Regions from separate parts of the Bos taurus genome. Here region 1 is linked to region 2. A link is a contact called in public Hi-C data. All regions are on one chromosome and are shown on one strand. Each heading gives the region's core, a stretch centred on a gene start, on an enhancer-like site or on the middle of the called end of the contact. The rest is flanking DNA. Distances are from core to core; before and after follow the strand shown. Region 1 has its middle 110 kb from the start of SPRED2. Region 2 holds the start of SPRED2 (sprouty related EVH1 domain containing 2).

What was found. A called contact is a pair of places that touch in the nucleus more often than the background predicts.
Region 1: a Hi-C map of skeletal muscle shows a contact between it and region 2, with 4 times the contacts expected there. The contact joins the enhancer-like site here to the promoter of SPRED2 in region 2. A contact is called at or near these places in 3 of 11 Hi-C or Micro-C datasets (liver, skeletal muscle and skin fibroblasts).

What each region holds. Positions count from the first base shown.
Region 1 is chr11:63,914,075-63,917,677 of ARS-UCD2.0, reverse strand. No RefSeq gene overlaps it. Among named protein-coding and RNA genes, the nearest start is that of SPRED2, 110 kb to the right of the region's middle. Within about 2 kb of position 1,732, at least 6 of the 102 cell types and tissues checked have an H3K27ac peak or open chromatin away from gene starts, as enhancers often do. A contact at or near this core is called in skeletal muscle, where this site is marked.
Region 2 is chr11:63,799,231-63,802,941 of ARS-UCD2.0, reverse strand. SPRED2 (sprouty related EVH1 domain containing 2) reads left to right here and starts at 1,734. Exons shown (of 6, transcript XM_024999446.2): 1 at 1,734-2,321. The coding sequence starts at 2,296.

The DNA.
Region 1 (3,603 bases), core at 483-2,982, 110 kb before region 2:
TGGGTAGAGGCTGCACCCAGGGCATAAAGAGGCCATGGCCATTTCAAGACAAGACATCTTGTTTTCAGTTTCTTGGTATTAATATATGGGGCCCAGAGATTCACAAATTCTTTTATGTTTTCCTCTAATTTCCAAAGTGTCCATTACTGGGGAGGGGGGAATATGTATCTTCTCTTAAATTGCTTGCGTTTGTCCTGGAAAGGTTGTGTTTTCACATCCAAAAGTTTGGATCTAGCATCGAACCTGGGCCCCCTGAGTTGGGAATCCAGAATCGTAGCCACCGGACCACCAGGAAAGTCCCTCCCTTCTTATTCTTGAAGACATAGCCCAGAAGTTAGACGGTATGGGAAGCCTTCTCTGACAACCCACTCAGAGTACCAGGCAGGGCACTAGGCCTGGGGATACAGAGGAGAGTTAAGCCACAGTCACTGCCAGAGTCAGGTAGGCTGATGGTGAGGACAGCCACAACAACTGGCTGGTGGAGTACAGAGGGATCAGCACAATAAATGGGGTACAGCCTGTGGGCTGGGGGGCACATGAGAGAATCATCTCCCCCTGTTGTGGGAGACTTCCAGGAGGGCCTCCTGGAATAAATGACCCTTTAGATAAGACCAGGAAGGCAGGCCAGATTTAGCCAAGCAAGGATGGGTGCCACTGGCCGGGACTTGTCCAGTGTCCTACTAGCCAGATATGTTCAGATGTGGCAAATCAAGAACCACATGGCACAACCATAAAAGCAGAACAAGCCGAACACTTGGTGCCTCTCACCCACGACAGGCTGTATTAGACACACTCATCATGCCCATTCCGTCCCCTCCTGTGGGTACTGTCCTCTGCACCCCCATTTCTAGTAGGAAGAAGAAGGAAACACACAGACCAGCGAAAAACCCTGGCCAGGCTGAGTGGCCTCAAGGGCTGGTTGATGGCCGTCAGGAGCAACCACCGGTAGGAAGGACCCCAGAAACCAGGCAGCCCCAGGACCCCGGGAGGCTGGTGTTCCTGGGTTCGAATCCCTGCCAGGACCAGGAAGCTTTGACTTGACCCTCCCTCTGGATCATTCTGCTCTTCTTCCCACCATGAAAAGAGAAAGAGATCCTCAAACAGATTGTTCCTTGTAAAATTCCCTGGTGGAAAGGCACACACTAAAACTGTCAGCCAAAAATTGGTATTTAATTATCCACACTTTCCAGTTATTTATTCTCCACTCCCCGGCCCCCGCCCCAATGATTCTCATCCGTTCTGCAGTACTGCACACAGTAAAAGACACCTCTCTCTCAGAACAGACTTTGCAGATCACATTTCTTGGGGCCCTTTCCATACAGTACTCCTGCTGCTGCTAAGTCGCTTCAGTCGTGTCTGACTCTGTGCGACCCCATAGACGGCAGCCCACCAGGCTCCGCCGTGCATGGGATTTTCCAGGCAAGAGTACTGGAGTAGGTTGCCATTTCCTTCTCCAATGCGTGAAAGTGAAAAGTGAAAGGGAAGTCGCTCAGTCGTGTCCGACTCCTAGCTACCCCACAGACTGCAGTCTACCAGGCTCCTCCGTCCATGGGATTTTCCAGGCAAGAGTACTGGAGTGGGGTGCCATTGCCTTCTCTGTCATGGAATTAAAATTATTCATGAAATTCTAAAGAAGTATGTCTAGCATTTGCCAATTTGCCAATAAGTAGAGCAACCTTTCTTTGTGCATGTTTTCTCCCCAATCTCCACCAGAGGGAGCCAGCAGGTCCTGTTTGGACAAGCTGCTCTGCTTACACCCTCATGGACGCAAAGAGAAGTTGGAATTAGAGTCCTGGGCCCAGTAAACTAAGCTGGCAGTTCCTGAACTTTCTGATACGCAGAATTCTGAGGAACACCACAATTTGGGGAAAACTTATTTCAAGGAAACAGGAGGTGACCACCTGTTCTTGAAAAAAATGAGATATGGAAAATGAAGTTTTCTATTCATTGCCATCTATAATTCCACCGAATCTATTTATTGAACACTTTCATTCTGAAAGGCTTCCCAGGTGGCGCAGTGGTAAAGAATCCGCCTGCCTAAGCAGGAAATCCAAGAGACTCAGGTTCCTCCTGGGAAGGTCCCTAGAGGAGGAAGTCACAACTCACCCTAGCATTCTTGCCTGGAGAATCCCATGGACAAAGGAGCTTGGCAGGCTATAGTCCATGTGGTCGCAAAGAGGCCATGTGGTCGCACATGACTGAGTGACTGAGCATGCACACACACACACATTCTGAAGGCTATGATAAAATAATAATTCTTATCAATACATGGTAACCAGAAATTGTGGTATTTTAAGGGACACGTCAATCTGATTCAGTTATTTTTAAAATATTAGGTGGCTCTCGTTTTGTGTTCAAGAGGTGGTACTTAATGCCACGCTGAGAGGCATTGAGAATAACCAGGTTAAGAGACCAGAAGTCCTAAGTATTTTTAGACCAAGGAATTGTATGGACCATAAGGAAGATTTACTTGGTGGCAGAGTGCTAGCTGATCTTGAACGGGGCCTTGGAGACAGGCCAGGTGGGGAGCTCTGGTCGTCTTCCAGTGGTGGAGAGATGAGGGCCTGACCTGGCGGAGAACAGCAGGGAAGGAAGGGCGAGATTTATGAAGGAGTAATTGACAAGGCCCAGTTCCTACTTGAAGAGTTGGAAATGGGAAGGGATGGGAGCGAGCCAGGAGACAGACTCAAAACTGTTTGTGGTTTGGGACAGGAGTGGCAGGGGAATAACAATTCACTCTGAATTCAGCACCTCAACTACTCCCCATGGTTTAATCACAGCAGCACTCACATACATTTGAAAAAGAGTAGAATGTTTATGTGTGAAATATTATATATTTGGTCTACATCAAGGCTTGTTGCATAGGTCACAGGCCCCTTGCAATATTTCTGTAGCATCTTCTGCCCCACTATAAGCTCTTTGTCACAGAATGTGAAGAATATAAATGTGTGATGATAAAGAGACATTCTATGCCTTAAGTACTTTGGCCATCTGATGGGAAGAACTGACTCATTTGAAAAGACCCTGATGCTGGGAAAGATTGAGGGCGGGAGGAGAAGGGGACGACAGAGGATGAGATGGTTGGATGGCATCACCGACTCAATGGACATGAGCTTGAGTAAACTCTGGAAGTTGGTGATGGACAGGGAAGCCTGGCATGCTGCAGTCCACGGGGTCGCAAAGAGTTGGACACGACTGAGCAATTGAACTGAACTGATGCTTTAAGTCTATCAGCAAAGGAATTGCCCAGCAATCTTGTTCCACTGTAGCAGAAATGGGGAGCATCCCTATGTGGGCTGAGCTGGGGTTGGGCTGACCCAGGCAGCCTTCGAATTCTGTGCCTTGGGTAAATTCATATCTTCAGACTTTTCCATCTCCCATAAGTCCAAATTCCTCATGTGAAACAGACCTTCTCACTCCACTGAACTCTTGTGGCCTAACGTGTAATCAAGGGGGGTTAGAATGACGGGACTGTGAGCCACACAGATGACTCTCCTCCTTCTCCAACACTGCCTTGCCAGGACACTCTGGCATAAGAACTACCCCCTCAGCAGGGCTTCCTGAGGCCAGATGTGGGGGATTTTCTGCAGAAATCTGCAATCA
Region 2 (3,711 bases), core at 485-2,984:
ATACGACTTCTTTCAAACATTGCTGAGAAAAGCAACAAATGGGCAAAGGTGAGAACTGGGTAGATGCCTTCACCTCATGGGGATTTAGATGCCAATGAGGTCTTGCTTTGTTCAGTGCTTTCTCATAGACCCTCAGTGGTCTCAAAGACTGAGAAAGACAAGTGTGGCCTTGGTATCCTTGTTTTATAAAGAAACTGAAGAATTGCTAAAAGCCTCACTCAGGGTCTTGGGGCTACTAGGAGGAAACCAGAACCTAGGTGTTCCTCCCCTGTCTAGTGCCCTTTTTACCACCACATACCAGCACTTAGCATAGAGTGGTTGATTGGGTTTAACCCCAATCTGTGTCCACAAAGATCATGGTTAAGATTAAACACAAAGCCTAGGGTAAACCACTAGTTTTCCCTTGACTCAAGGTGAAAACTCTTAACTTTCTTCAGAGTACTGTGACTCTCCAAATGCATACATATACCCTTTACCTATGCAACATTTGAGGCATATATTTAGTCTTCTCTTAATTGGTTCAGTGATTGCCATTAAGTTAAAATTTTTTGTGTAGTGTCTTGGGACATTCAGGAGAACATAAAAGTGCTCCGAGAGCAGGAAGGAACAGGGACTATATCTCTTGCTCCCTAGCTAGACCCCAGAAGGAAATATTCACTGGCGATGGAATTTCTGGGACCCCTGCAAAGTAGCAATGTGAAGCCCCCAGTTTAAACACCATAAAGAATTTCAAAACTGCAACAGCAGAGCATCAAGCCAAGCAAAGACCCTGGCACAGTTGTGCAGGTTGCTTGCCCTTTGCCTAGACAGTGCTGTGTTAAAAAGTGCGGGCCTATCCTGGGCACGGTCCCAGGCCAGGTTAGGAAAATAATTTAAAAACAAAGGGGAGATAGAGCGGGAGCAGGGGTCCCCACCTCACTGTGCCGAAGCCCATGGGGCTGGCAACCTCTGGGCCAGAAACTGGCATTCAAGGGCCTAGGACAAGGACCATTCTCCACCAACTTGAGATTTACTTAATAATTTAAAAAACATATTTGGATTTGCATTTTAACCTGGGAAAGTCCTTCATTTCTACTGGAATGCAAACGCTCCTGGCTTCTGTTGGATTTTTTTTTTTTTTCAATGTACAAATAATGATTCCTTAAAAACGCCCAAGCCCCTACCAAGAAAAGAGATCCCGAGATTTACGAGAAACTGAAAAGCCTCTGCCATTCAGAATCTTGGCAAATGCACCTGTTCCGCTCCCACCCTCCCGACCCAAGGTGGGGTTAGTTGGTCTTCCGAAGGCCAGCAACCCTCCGGCCACCCCCAGAGCTCACCGTCTTCCCCCTCCTCCTCTTCCCTCCGATTTTTAATCCAGGGGTTTGGGAGGAGGGAGGGAACCAACCGGAGGCCAGATGTGTGCGAGTCCCCCGCTGCCACCTCCTCCCTCCTCTCGGGCATCTTAAAACCCGGAGCGCTAACGCGGGAGGATCCGGAGTTAAACGCGGCGCAAACAACTCCGCTCCGGGGCTCCTCCGGGAGTGGAAGCCGGGAGGGACTTGGGGGGGGGGCGGGGGACGGAGGGAAGGAAGTCGGGCATGCTCAGTAGGCCGGACAAAGTTTTTTTTTTTTTTTTCCTCCTTTTTTTTTTTTTTCGGTCGCAAGTAGGAAGCTTTTTGCACTCCACCACCTCTGGCCGCTGGGAAGACGTCATCGCTTCCGCCCTACTTCCTCCTCCTGTTGGCGGTGGTGAGAATCCAATATGGAGTAAATCGGTAGAGTCGAGAGATGGGGCTCGGACGGGGCGCCCTGCACCGCCTTCCGGGCGCACCTCCCCTGGCCGCCGAGCGCTCCCCGGAACCGTGATTGGCCCGGCCCCCCTGGGGCAACCCCGGGCCGAGCCCCCGCCCGCGGCCGGCCCTCTTCTCCTGCTCTCAGCAGTCCCCGCCGCTCCACCGCGCGCTTGTTTTTCTCCTCCTCTCCCCTACCGCCGTCCCCTGCCCAAATCTCCCCGCTCCGCCCGCTCCCGAGCCCTCGGAGCCCCCGCCCGCCTTTGCCCCTCGGCCCTGCGGCGCTCACTCCCCGCGAAGCTTGCCTGTGCACCCCTTCTCCCAGACCTCACCCCACGCTCCCGTCGCCCTGCTTCCCCTTCTGGCTTCTGCGGCGCCCCCTTCATCTCTAGCAGCTCCCCCCAACCAAATCAGGCGATCTCCGGAGATGTGAAGAAGGGGGGTGGGGGGGAGGATGAGCGGACAGGAAGATGAAGGGAGCAAAGCTGCCCGCCGCGGGACAGGCGTCTAGGTGAACAAGAAAATGACCGAAGAAACACACCCGGACGAGTAAGTTTGGCCGCGGGGGTGGGACGATGGTGCCCCGCGAGGGCAGCGTGGGGGCCGGGGCTGAGGACGCGGGCGGGGACGCTGTTTGGGTGAACTTGGCTTGGGGTGCAGTGACTCGCTGGTCTGTGGGGTGTGGGACACGAGATTTCCCCCCTTGTTGATGAAGTGAGGAGGGGGCGAAAACTGCTGCAGGCTGGAGGGGGCGCGTGTTGGGTCGGCGGGCTGGTGGCCGCTGCAGGGGCCAAGGGCGCGCGGGTGACCTCCGGGCGGTCCCCGATCCCTCTCCGGGGACTCAAATCACCCCTCCTCTCGAGATCCTCGGCGGCGGGAGCGGAACACCTGACATCCCCGCTCCGGCTTCCAGGGGTCGGTGGGTTTTGACCCGGTGACTTTTGTGACTCTCCCGCCCCTTCCACTAGCCCCGCGGTCCCTTCGGAAGCCCACTGGGGCCCAGACTCCGCCATGTCGTTTTCTTGAATCGCTCTCATTTGCATACCACATTTTCATTCATAAAAAACACTGCGGAGCTAAGGGAGGACTGGGCGCGGGTTGCGCTAGGGTCTGCGTGCACCCGGGTCCCTGCGCGGGCCGGCGTGCTGGAGCAGCCCTGGGGCCCCGCGGCGCGTGTGCGTGTGTGTGCACGAGTTGGCCAGCCGGGGACAGGCGCCCCGCGGGGTCTGGGCTGCTCGGGGGGCGGATCCGAGGATGTGCGGCGGGGGAGGGCGGGAGCCTGCGGGGCAGCGCGCTGCGGGGCCCTTGTGTGTATATCTCTGTGTGTCTCTGTGTATATCTTTGTGTATATCTGTGTGTGCGCGCGTGCACAAGAGTGCGTGCCCGGCCCGCGGGCCCGAGGCGAACAAAGCTCAGGGCTCTTCGCTGGAGGGGCTGTCCGGCGGCCCCACCTCCCCTCGCGGGACCCGTGCCTTCCTTCAGCCCCTGGCCGAGGTGCAGCTTTTCGTGGACCTGCGGCCGCCGAGGCGGCTTTGCCTTTCTTCTGCCAGCGCCCGAGGCGTTTCCAATCGCGGGTGCGACTAGAGGTTGGGCTGCCGGGCCGGGTGCCTGAGATCGTCGGCCTCGGGTCCGAGCGGTCACCGCATCGCGGCGGCCGCCGCTGCTCCGTGGCTGTGCCCGCCACAGCCACTTTTTTTTTGTGAATAAGACGCTCTCCTTTATTGTCACATGATATCCCTCCCCTCCTCCCCTGCACATTCATAAATCCGGAGCCTGTCTCGGCTCCTTTCATTCAGAGTTGCCATTAGCCAAGGTAGCGGCTGCGCCGGCTGGGGCGCAGAGAGCGGGTCGGCAGCCACGGGAACTTGCCTAGAGGGAGGCCCAGCGTGTGTCTGCGCCGACTTGGGGGCTGCAGGTATCCAGCGCCAGAGGCCCCGGG